Regions from separate parts of the Mus musculus genome. Here regions 1 and 3 are each linked to region 2. The links are chromatin contacts, called in public Hi-C and promoter capture Hi-C maps. All regions are on one chromosome and are shown on one strand. The core of a region is the stretch at or near the end of the contact, and the rest is flanking DNA. Distances in the headings are between cores, read along the strand shown. Region 1 holds the start of Zgrf1 (zinc finger, GRF-type containing 1). Region 2 holds the start of Cenpe (centromere protein E). Region 3 holds the start of Rrh (retinal pigment epithelium derived rhodopsin homolog).

Region 1 (3,016 bases), core at 407-2,906, 7.7 Mb before region 2:
CACACTATATTCTGACCCAGGAATTTCTTTTTTGGGGGGTGGTGGGTGGTGGTTTCAAGACAGGGTTTCTCTGTATAGCCTGGCTGTTCTGGAATTTACTCTGTAGATCGGGCTGGTCTCGAACTCAGAAATCCACCTGCCTTTGCCAACTCCCAAATGCTGGGATTAAAGGTGTGCGTCACCACTGCCTGGGCTGTCCCAGGAATTCTTCATCTGACCTCCCTGACACTTCTGGGAGTTTAAAGACATCTTAGGAATCCATGAGATGTTATAAGACAAACTTTTAAACAAAAGGTAAAATCATGCTTATACAAATATAAAGGAATATGGTAAATTTAAGTGGAACTAGTCTGTTTAAAGGAGAAAAGACCAGATCAATATGCAGCATAAAGTCAAAATGAATGTTAACATATACTGGTCAGGGGCAATGATTGGGCAAACATGGTTTTCATCTTTATGTTTTCAACAAGTTACAAAGTTGCAACACTGCCCAAAGACAGTGAATGTCACAGATAATCTGGAAGTAAGCTGTGCTAGATGTAAAGCAAAAGACCATTTTTTTTTTTTTAAATTTTAAATCAAAGGTTTTGTTTGTAAAATCACATACAAAATGTTTCCACAGGTACATGTAAAATTTTCAAAGGAACTCGACAATAATATTTTCCAGGCTTTAAACAAAAAGAAGAGTACCCAAAAGATTGAGAACCAAAGTTGTAGTCACGGCAAACCCTTTAGCGGTCTGGAACTTTGCTCCAAATAATCTTTTAGTGTGAATGTTTTATGAAGTCATTCGGTTTCCCACCACCGCCCGGCTTCGAAAGACTACTAAAAGGCAGTCTTACTTCTTGAGGATTTCCATTCTCAATGAACTCTCCACTCATATTTCTCCTTAATTTCTCATAAACGCACTCAGAACTTAAATTCATTACTGTTAGCCCCTTCTACAACGGCTTTTTCTATAGAGGGACTAGCAAAAAGAAAAGACTGAACTTTAGAATGCAAGTTCTCACAACTGATGTCCTTTGGGAAGACAACCTGCCTAACACCCACAGTTCCTCTGAGCAACCCTACTTCCGCACAGACTCCCCCCCCCCCCCCCCCCCGCAGCCGGGCGTGCCCCAAACACCCCAACCCCAAGCTCGGCCCGCCCCCTCTGTACTGAGCTCCGAATAGCAGGGGCCGCCAGGGAACTGCGCGTGCGCACAACGCACGGCGCCAAACCAACGGCACAGTGGCGACGGGGGCGGGGTGAGGCGGACCGCGGATGGAGGGTGGCCCTCAGGAGACCCGACTGAGAGGAGTTCCCACCTCTACGGGTCTGAGAGGCTCTGCAGGCCAGTAGTGACTTACTCCGTGCTCGTCCCCAGATCCACGGTCAGCGCTTGTGTTCTCCCACGCTTTCCTTCTCCCGACCCCTGCGGTCGGCGGAAATTTGCGTCATTCGAGTAGCGACGCGCTTCTCTCAGCCCGCTACGGAAAGACGGGTCCGAGGCCCAGGGTTCGTTGCTGACGTCATAGGCGGAGCATCTCGGGGGCGGGAGCCACGCGGTGACTGCGCTGGCACGCGGAGTTCCATTGGTGGTTTGCGAACGGCGGCGGGCGGGGCCTCCGCGGTACCGTCCCTGCTTGATGACGTCACTTAAGTTGGCGGGAGAAATTAGAAAGTGGAGTTTATGTCATTGAGCCGGTGAAGTGGAGACTTTTCTCTCCCGTGTTCTAGGCAAGAAGGGTGGACAGACCGGGCGACTTGGCGCGGTTGGGAGAGCACTGGACACTGACTCGCCTCCACGGAAGCGACCCACGAGGCGCCGTTAGAGTGCCGGGTGAGGCGGTCACCATAGCGGCCCATCCCGGTTGTGGGTGTTTTAGGGGCTGACATAGGACCAAGGGGGCCATTATTATTTAGTGATACAAAACCTTGAAGTGTCAAGGCTTGGCAAGTGAAGCTATGTTTCTTTTAGGGATCTGTACTGTTCCTTGTGGTTTAGCAGGCCGTTCGTGGTTTGGAAACTTTCCTGGTTTGAGCGGTGCTGTTCTGAGCTATTGTGACAGTTTTTCATCACTGCAGAGGGCCAGATAGAAACTGTTGTTGGGCTCCAGAGCTGGACTTCCTAACGTAATAGATCAAGAATAGGACCTAAAAGAATAGGACCTAAAATGTTCATTGCTAACTAATTGTCAGGTCATGTCCCTGGAACCACTTGAAGATATGTGTGCTTATGTGTGCTGCTTTTGCATCTGTATTCAGTTCACCATCGACGATTTCAAGATTTCAAAATTTGACCTTATAGTTAACATGGTAGTTACAGTGGCTGCTGCAGCACTGTCCAAGAGATTTTTCTTCCTGGGTGTGGTGGCATATTGCTTGTAATATCCCAGCTATTTCCAGAGGCTAGGACGGGATTGTGCAATATGGTCAGATCCTATTTTAAACAAACATAAAGGACTGGATGCATGTAAGCACTATTACCTAGTTTACATATAGTCCCTTTTGTCAGCCCCTAGCACTGGGTAAAAGAAAGAACAAAATTTTCCTTGCAGAGGAATTATATATTGTATATTTGGCTCTAGGATGTTGTGCTATATTGACTAGGGTATATAGTCAACCCTCTGTACCTGTAATTTCTGGATCTGTATTCAGCCAGTTATAGATGGGAAATAGAAAAAAGTTGTTAGTACTGAGCATACAGATTTTTAAATTATCATTTTTATTTCTTCCTTTTAGACAGTGTCTATCTATGTAGTTAGTCCTGACTGTCCTGGAGCCCTATAGGTAGACAGGCAACCAGGCTGCCTTGAAGTCACAGATCCACCTGACTGTGCATCCTGTGCACTGGAATCAAAGTTGTGTTCCACCAAGTCAGGCTTGTTACCATTTCTTGAACAATGCAGTTTAATCACTGTTTGCATATCATTTACAACCTACTAGGTACAAGTAATCTAGAGATAACTTATTTATGTTAGAAAATATGTGCATGCTCCTATTATATGCGAAACAACTATGACGTTTTATATG
Region 2 (3,028 bases), core at 85-2,584:
AAAAAAGCACAACATAAAACAGTTTCACAATGAATATCTCTTTTTCTGTACTGTTAGGAATTGAACAGAATGATGCAGGATTCCCCAGCTCCGGCCCCCTTTTCAGTTATTGTGAGACTGATTAAACTGCCCCCATTGGCCTTGAACCATCAAGCACCATCTCTTTCTCATTAGTGTATATTAATTGTACAAGACGTTTCATTTTGTTATGACATTTTCATACCTGAATATTACGTCCTTTTGTCAAATTCACCTCTTCTGCTACCCTCTCAGTCCCTCTCTTTTTCCTTCTAATAATTATCTCTTGATGAACAGCATAGATCATATAGTGGAATACAGTCAATCTTTAATAAATACTGCCTGCTATATAATGTTAGCAAAGACAGTGTGACAAAATCACAGCTGTGAAAATAATACTCTTGCTCTAAAAAATCCCTTCCTTGCCTCTGAGCCTTTAATGACATAACATTTCTTCCCCTTCATAAGTTTGTTCCCTACAGCTAAATATATATTTGCCCACTTTAAAAAAAAAAAAAAAAGTTAAAACAGGGCAGGGAAGATAGCTCAGTGAGTAAAGTCACTGGCTGCCAAGCTAAAGTTGAATCCCTAGAACCTAGTGGTAGGAGAGAACTGACATCCCCAAATTGTCCTTGGTTGCCTCCCTGAGGCTGAAGGTTAAGTCATTGTTGCCTGGAGACACCACATACTTCAGACTTGTCGGGAATTAGAAAATTCCAGCTGTTTCTGAGCTAGAAGCCTCGTCCCTAAGGCGTAGCTTTATTATTTTGGGAGCCTCTTGGATTACTCTAACCAACATGAAAAGAAGTGTTCCATGCCTAGTACTGGGGATTTCTCGGGTAATCCATGCTCTAGTGTGCAGCACTGTCATGTCCCCACAACATTTTCCCAGGTGTCAATGATTCTCTCCCTTACATGAGGCTCTTACACTCACCGTCCAGAGAAATGAAAGTTAAAGAAAAGAAACAACAACGCCTCAAAGCAGTTCCAAAAGAAAAGAAAATCTTCCTTTCCTGGCTGGGCAGTGAGTTCCCATTGGAGGCTTTAAAACAAAACGAAAGCTTTTTTTGGTTTGGTCTAGTCTGGAGTTCTTGTTTGTTTGTTTTTTAAGATTATAATTCTTTTGTTCTGCAGGCGTGACTCTAACACAAAACTTCTCTCCAGCTGAGTTCTGAGGCTCTCAGTTCCGGGATCTCTGAGTCTCCCCCGCCTTCCCCATCCATGGACTCGCCCCGCCTTTCCCCCCGCAACCCCCACTCGCCGCAGCACTTGGACTGTCCCGTGACGTCATGACGCTGCGCCACCCAATCCGCTGCAACCTTGAGGACATTTTAAACTTAAAGGCGGGGCGGCCCGGGAGCTCGGTCGGCGCCGTTGCTCTCCTTCGTTTCCCTTAGTCTGCAGCGGACAGGATGGCCGAGGAGGCTTCAGTGGCTGTCTGTGTTCGTGTGCGACCCCTCAACAGCAGGTAGGCGGCCTGGGGCGGCGTGGGGACCTGCGTCCCAGCCCGCGCTGCCCCGAGTCACACCGACACCCGGGTGCAGGACTCCGTTTCCCCGAAAACACGGTCCGACTGCGCGTAGTTCTGCTCAGGGGACACTGCCGTCCTCGCCTGATGGACGGAGACAGTGAATGTTCAGTAGTGGGAAAAGGTCGGGAATGCCAGAAAGAAAAGACAAGAGGGGGTTGATGAAGTCTACTGGGTTTGCTGGCTTCTGGCCTTCAGCTAGAGATGCTAAAGCTTGAGAAATTGGTATTAAACGGGTGGTCGATAGGCGAGATTCTCAAAATTGATTATTTCTTGCATTTAAGTTCCTTCCCTAATTTGGGAAAAAGCTGGCTCCTAGTTAGCATTAGCTGTTGACTTGACAGCCAGCTATATCTAAGGGAGTCTCCATTGGAGGACTACCTGGATGAAGTTGGCCAGTGGGCATGTCCTTGTGGTGGAATCTTAGTTCCTGGTTGATATGGGCAGTGCTTAGGCCAGTCTGGGTGGTTCCATTCTTACTCATGGAACTCAAGGCTGTGTAAGACAGCTACGTAGGCAAAACCCAGAGAGAGCAAGACAATAAACAATGTGCTTCATGAATTCTGCCTCCACTCCTGCTTGCGACCCTGCCCTGACTTTCCCTGGGGCTGGAAGTGTAGGCTGATATAAACCTTCTCCGTTCCAAGTTGCTTTTGATATAAACCTTTTCCACTCCAAGTTGCTTTTGGTCATGATATTTTATCACAGCAGCACAAAGCAAACTAAAACAGTATATCTATAGACATAAGCCGTTAACGATACACAGAAAAAAAAAAGAAAAACAAAACAAAACTGTGCAGAATGTTGAAAGAGCCACTGGGCCTTCAGAGACATGGGGTACCTGGTGTCAGGAAAACGCTAACACTACAGAATAGGTGGTTCATTGATGGATAGATCACAGAGATTCAACTTCCAGATTGCTTGACTGATGTGGTGTTTGGTACGAATAGGAATTTAGAGGAAGGTGGCACTGAAGAGATTAGTGGTGTCTGTCATGGTGGCACAGGCCTTTAACCCCAGCACTCAGAAGACAGAGGGAGGTGTATCTTAGTTGTAGACCAGCCTGGGCTACCTAGTGAGTTCCAGGCCAACAAGGTGAGACAATGTCTCAAAGTAAAGAACAGAAAGAGATTAGTGACATAGTTCAGGGGATTTAGGGCATGTCAAGTATTCCGGAAGATTCCAGAAGTTTTTTTGTTTTTTTTAAAGATTTCAGAGAGGAAGTAGAGCCTATGCAGACAAAGATAGTTATGAATATAGTTAAACATAAAATTATATTACTTAAATCTTCATTTTGCAAGAGGTTTGGGTTTTTTTTTTTAATTTTTGTTTGTTTATTTGGTTGGGGGGGGGGGCGGTTGGTCGGTTTTGGTTGGGTGGTGGAGGTGTTTTGAGATGGGGTTTCACTGTGTAGCCCTGGCTATCCAGGAACTCAGTTCCATAGACCAGGCTAGCCTCCAATTCATAGAGATCCACCTGCCT
Region 3 (2,738 bases), core at 91-2,590, 5.4 Mb before region 2:
TAGGAAATTTCCTTCCCATACTAATCTCATGACCAGTTTTTTTGTTTGTTTATTGTTGTTGTTGTTTTAGTGTTTGTTTGTTTGTTTGTTTGTGACAGTCTCCCTATGGAGCCCAGGTGACTCTGGAATCCTTAGCAATTCTCCTGTTCCAGGCTTCAAAATGCCAGATTAATGTTAGATTTCCCCTGTCACATATTTAATGGAGCCAAAACTTGTATACAGTGCCTCTGTGTAGTGTAATTCTGGAATTGGGGGCTCACTTTTTGCCTCTTACCACCCAGAAGTATTCAAATGAACTAGTTACGGTACCACTAAAATTAAAAGGAAATTGTTATCTATAGCCCACGTCAACTATGAGGTAAAAATAAGTAGTTATGAAGACACATGGAGATATATTTCTCACTGTTTTTGGAAACACACTTGAATTTTTCATAAATGTCAATCCGAAAAGCAATGAACCCAACATAACAGTTACTAAAACTCGCCACTTCTGTGAAGTTTGAGATCAAGTAATTGCTGGTTATAAAAGTCACACCGGCCACTGGTACAGTTTCTGTCATTTCTCTCCTTTTCAACAAACAAGCCTTCATCTCAATCTGATAATTTTATCAACAAGAGCATACCTTGTACCCATGTCCCTTAGGGGCCTTGATTATATATACTCTTCATAAGGAGCTCAGTGGATCCCTGATTCTTATCTTCATTTTGCAAAGGAGACCGTGCAAGAGTAAAAAGCTGAAATCCCTTGGGCCCACTTTCAAAGCTGCCGCCTCCCGTGGCTGCCTGCGGGAGGAGCTGAACTTACACACCAGATCTGCAGCCTCTATCTTTTGCTTTAAACTTCAGCGTTTCCTCTAGTACGTTTTAATCGTGAGCTATTTCCTACCAAGAAAACTGCAAATTATGCATGAGAGTCATAAATGATAGAAAGCATGCTTTTAACCACGATGCACACTCTGCTCATGAATTTAAGGTAAAAACCAAATATACGGACAAGTTTTATTTTAAAGCTTCATTTGATACAAAGTTTTCTTGTCCCTCTTTGCTCAAAAACCTTCCGTCAGGAAGCAGCATATTTTCCCATGTCCATTTTCTGATTGTTACAACCCCAGCCCACCCCATGTTTGAGCTAGCCTGCATCCTGCACCCTTGTGCCCACCACCTCAGTTCTTCTCCCACCCGAGAAGCAGGTCACTGAATAAACACCCGTACCTGCCACAATCAGGTAAGCCGCTATGACGCTGTGCTCAGTCCTTGAAAAGACAGAACCTTCGCTCCTAGAGCCCGAGCTGTTAAAATCCGAAGCCTCACTCAGCATTTTGGAAAGTCAAGACCACCTTTGAAGCAGCCCTCAGCAATGGTGATCGGTCAAGAATGCTCTTTCAGAACAAATCATTTCCGCTTGTAGACCTCAAAGAAAGGCCTTTTCACAAAGACTGTCCATTAATACATAATTGGGCTGAAGAGGAAAAGATTTTAATTCTTAGAATGAGAGAAAAATCTCCTTAGTAAAACAAAGAAATTCCAACCGCCTCACATCTTAAGCACTTTAGGTCCAGGCTTGTATTTATAAGCAGATTACCAAGTAAACACATCCTAGTCTAGCAAAAAAACCACAGGCAAACCCAACTCCAAAAGCAGTCCCTGAAATGAGCTGTTCCGTTATCTTCTGTAGCTATTCAGGTGAGGGACTGCACCTTTGTACTAGAGATCCAACTGTTAACACATTACACACTGGTTTTTTTTCATCTCAGGTCCGTGTGTGTGTGTGTGTGTGTGTGTGTGTGTGTGTGCGCGCGCGCGCGCACGCAAACATGTATTTTCCTTAGCAATAACACTATCAACTCCCATACTTCTAAATCCCTGGATGAATGACACCAATATTGCCTGAGCTAAGAGTTTGAGGTTCTTGCCACTTCTTTCTTTTTAAACAAAAATGAGGTCATCTGTTATATGTAACCAGTATGTCTGTCTGTAACGCACACATGATGAAGCCTGTTCCCCCTAAATACCATCCCATAAAACCCAGTTCGGCTGTAATAGCCAAGTGTTAAATGTTCTACAGCATGGATACACCACGCTCTATGCCACCTTGGTTAATTCTGTATTTTGACATTCACGAGCTCACATTAGTCAACCACTCAACTTAGCAAGGCCACGATAATCCTGATAGTCCGTATGGACACATAAAAACCTAGTGTGAACATGCACAGTTAGGATAAAGAGGAACCTAGGCTACCTTTTAACATCATAATTCCCAAGTTTAGACAGTAGAGCTTCAAAGCAAGGCTCAAGTCACAATTTCTGTATAGTCTAATAGAACCACTAGAGGGCGTATCTGCTCATCACGGGTTCTCTAGAGGCCTTCTTAGTTGCAGTTTTCAGTCTAGGGAACAGGGTGGCCTACCTGACCAGTACTCCAGTGTTCTAAAATGTGAATACCTTAAAAAGAACTTACACCAGGAATCTGAGCCTACTGTGTAAATCTCAGTACCTCAAAGTTCGGGTAGTGGGATTGACTTGAATTTGATTAGAACTGAAATCTTTCAACCAAACCCCAGAGACACAGGGGAGTGAGACACAGCAATGTTTAACTAGTTACGTAGCGTAAAAGGGAAACCACACTATATAACCCTAACAGCCGAGGTCAGCCATGGCTACACAGAATCTGAAGTCAGTCTGGGATATCAGTGTGCAATGTCCAGGTGGTCTGTACACCGACTTCTACAATCTTTCAC

What was found. Promoter capture Hi-C pulls out the DNA fragments that hold promoters and counts their contacts. Hi-C and Micro-C count contacts between places; a contact is called where the count stands out from the background.
Region 1: a contact with region 2 is called in a Hi-C map of CD4 T cells, with 6 times the contacts expected there. The contact joins the promoter of Zgrf1 here to the promoter of Cenpe in region 2. A contact is called at or near these places in 1 of 39 promoter capture datasets (pre-B cells) and 1 of 484 Hi-C or Micro-C datasets (CD4 T cells).
Region 3: a contact with region 2 is called in a promoter capture Hi-C map of pre-B cells, with 2.3 times the contacts expected there. The contact joins the promoter of Rrh here to the promoter of Cenpe in region 2. A contact is called at or near these places in 1 of 39 promoter capture datasets (pre-B cells) and 2 of 484 Hi-C or Micro-C datasets (CD4 T cells and uterus).

What each region holds. Positions count from the first base shown.
Region 1 is chr3:127,551,833-127,554,848 of GRCm38.p6, forward strand. Zgrf1 (zinc finger, GRF-type containing 1) reads left to right here and starts at 1,657. Exons shown (of 26, transcript NM_197997.2): 1 at 1,657-1,823. Larp7 (La ribonucleoprotein domain family, member 7) reads right to left here and starts at 1,517. Exons shown (of 13, transcript NM_138593.2): 1 at 1,351-1,517.
Region 2 is chr3:135,211,229-135,214,256 of GRCm38.p6, forward strand. Cenpe (centromere protein E) reads left to right here and starts at 1,335. Exons shown (of 46, transcript NM_173762.4): 1 at 1,335-1,486. The coding sequence starts at 1,431.
Region 3 is chr3:129,821,165-129,823,902 of GRCm38.p6, forward strand. Rrh (retinal pigment epithelium derived rhodopsin homolog) reads right to left here and starts at 1,341. Exons shown (of 7, transcript NM_009102.3): 1 at 1,213-1,341. The coding sequence starts at 1,318.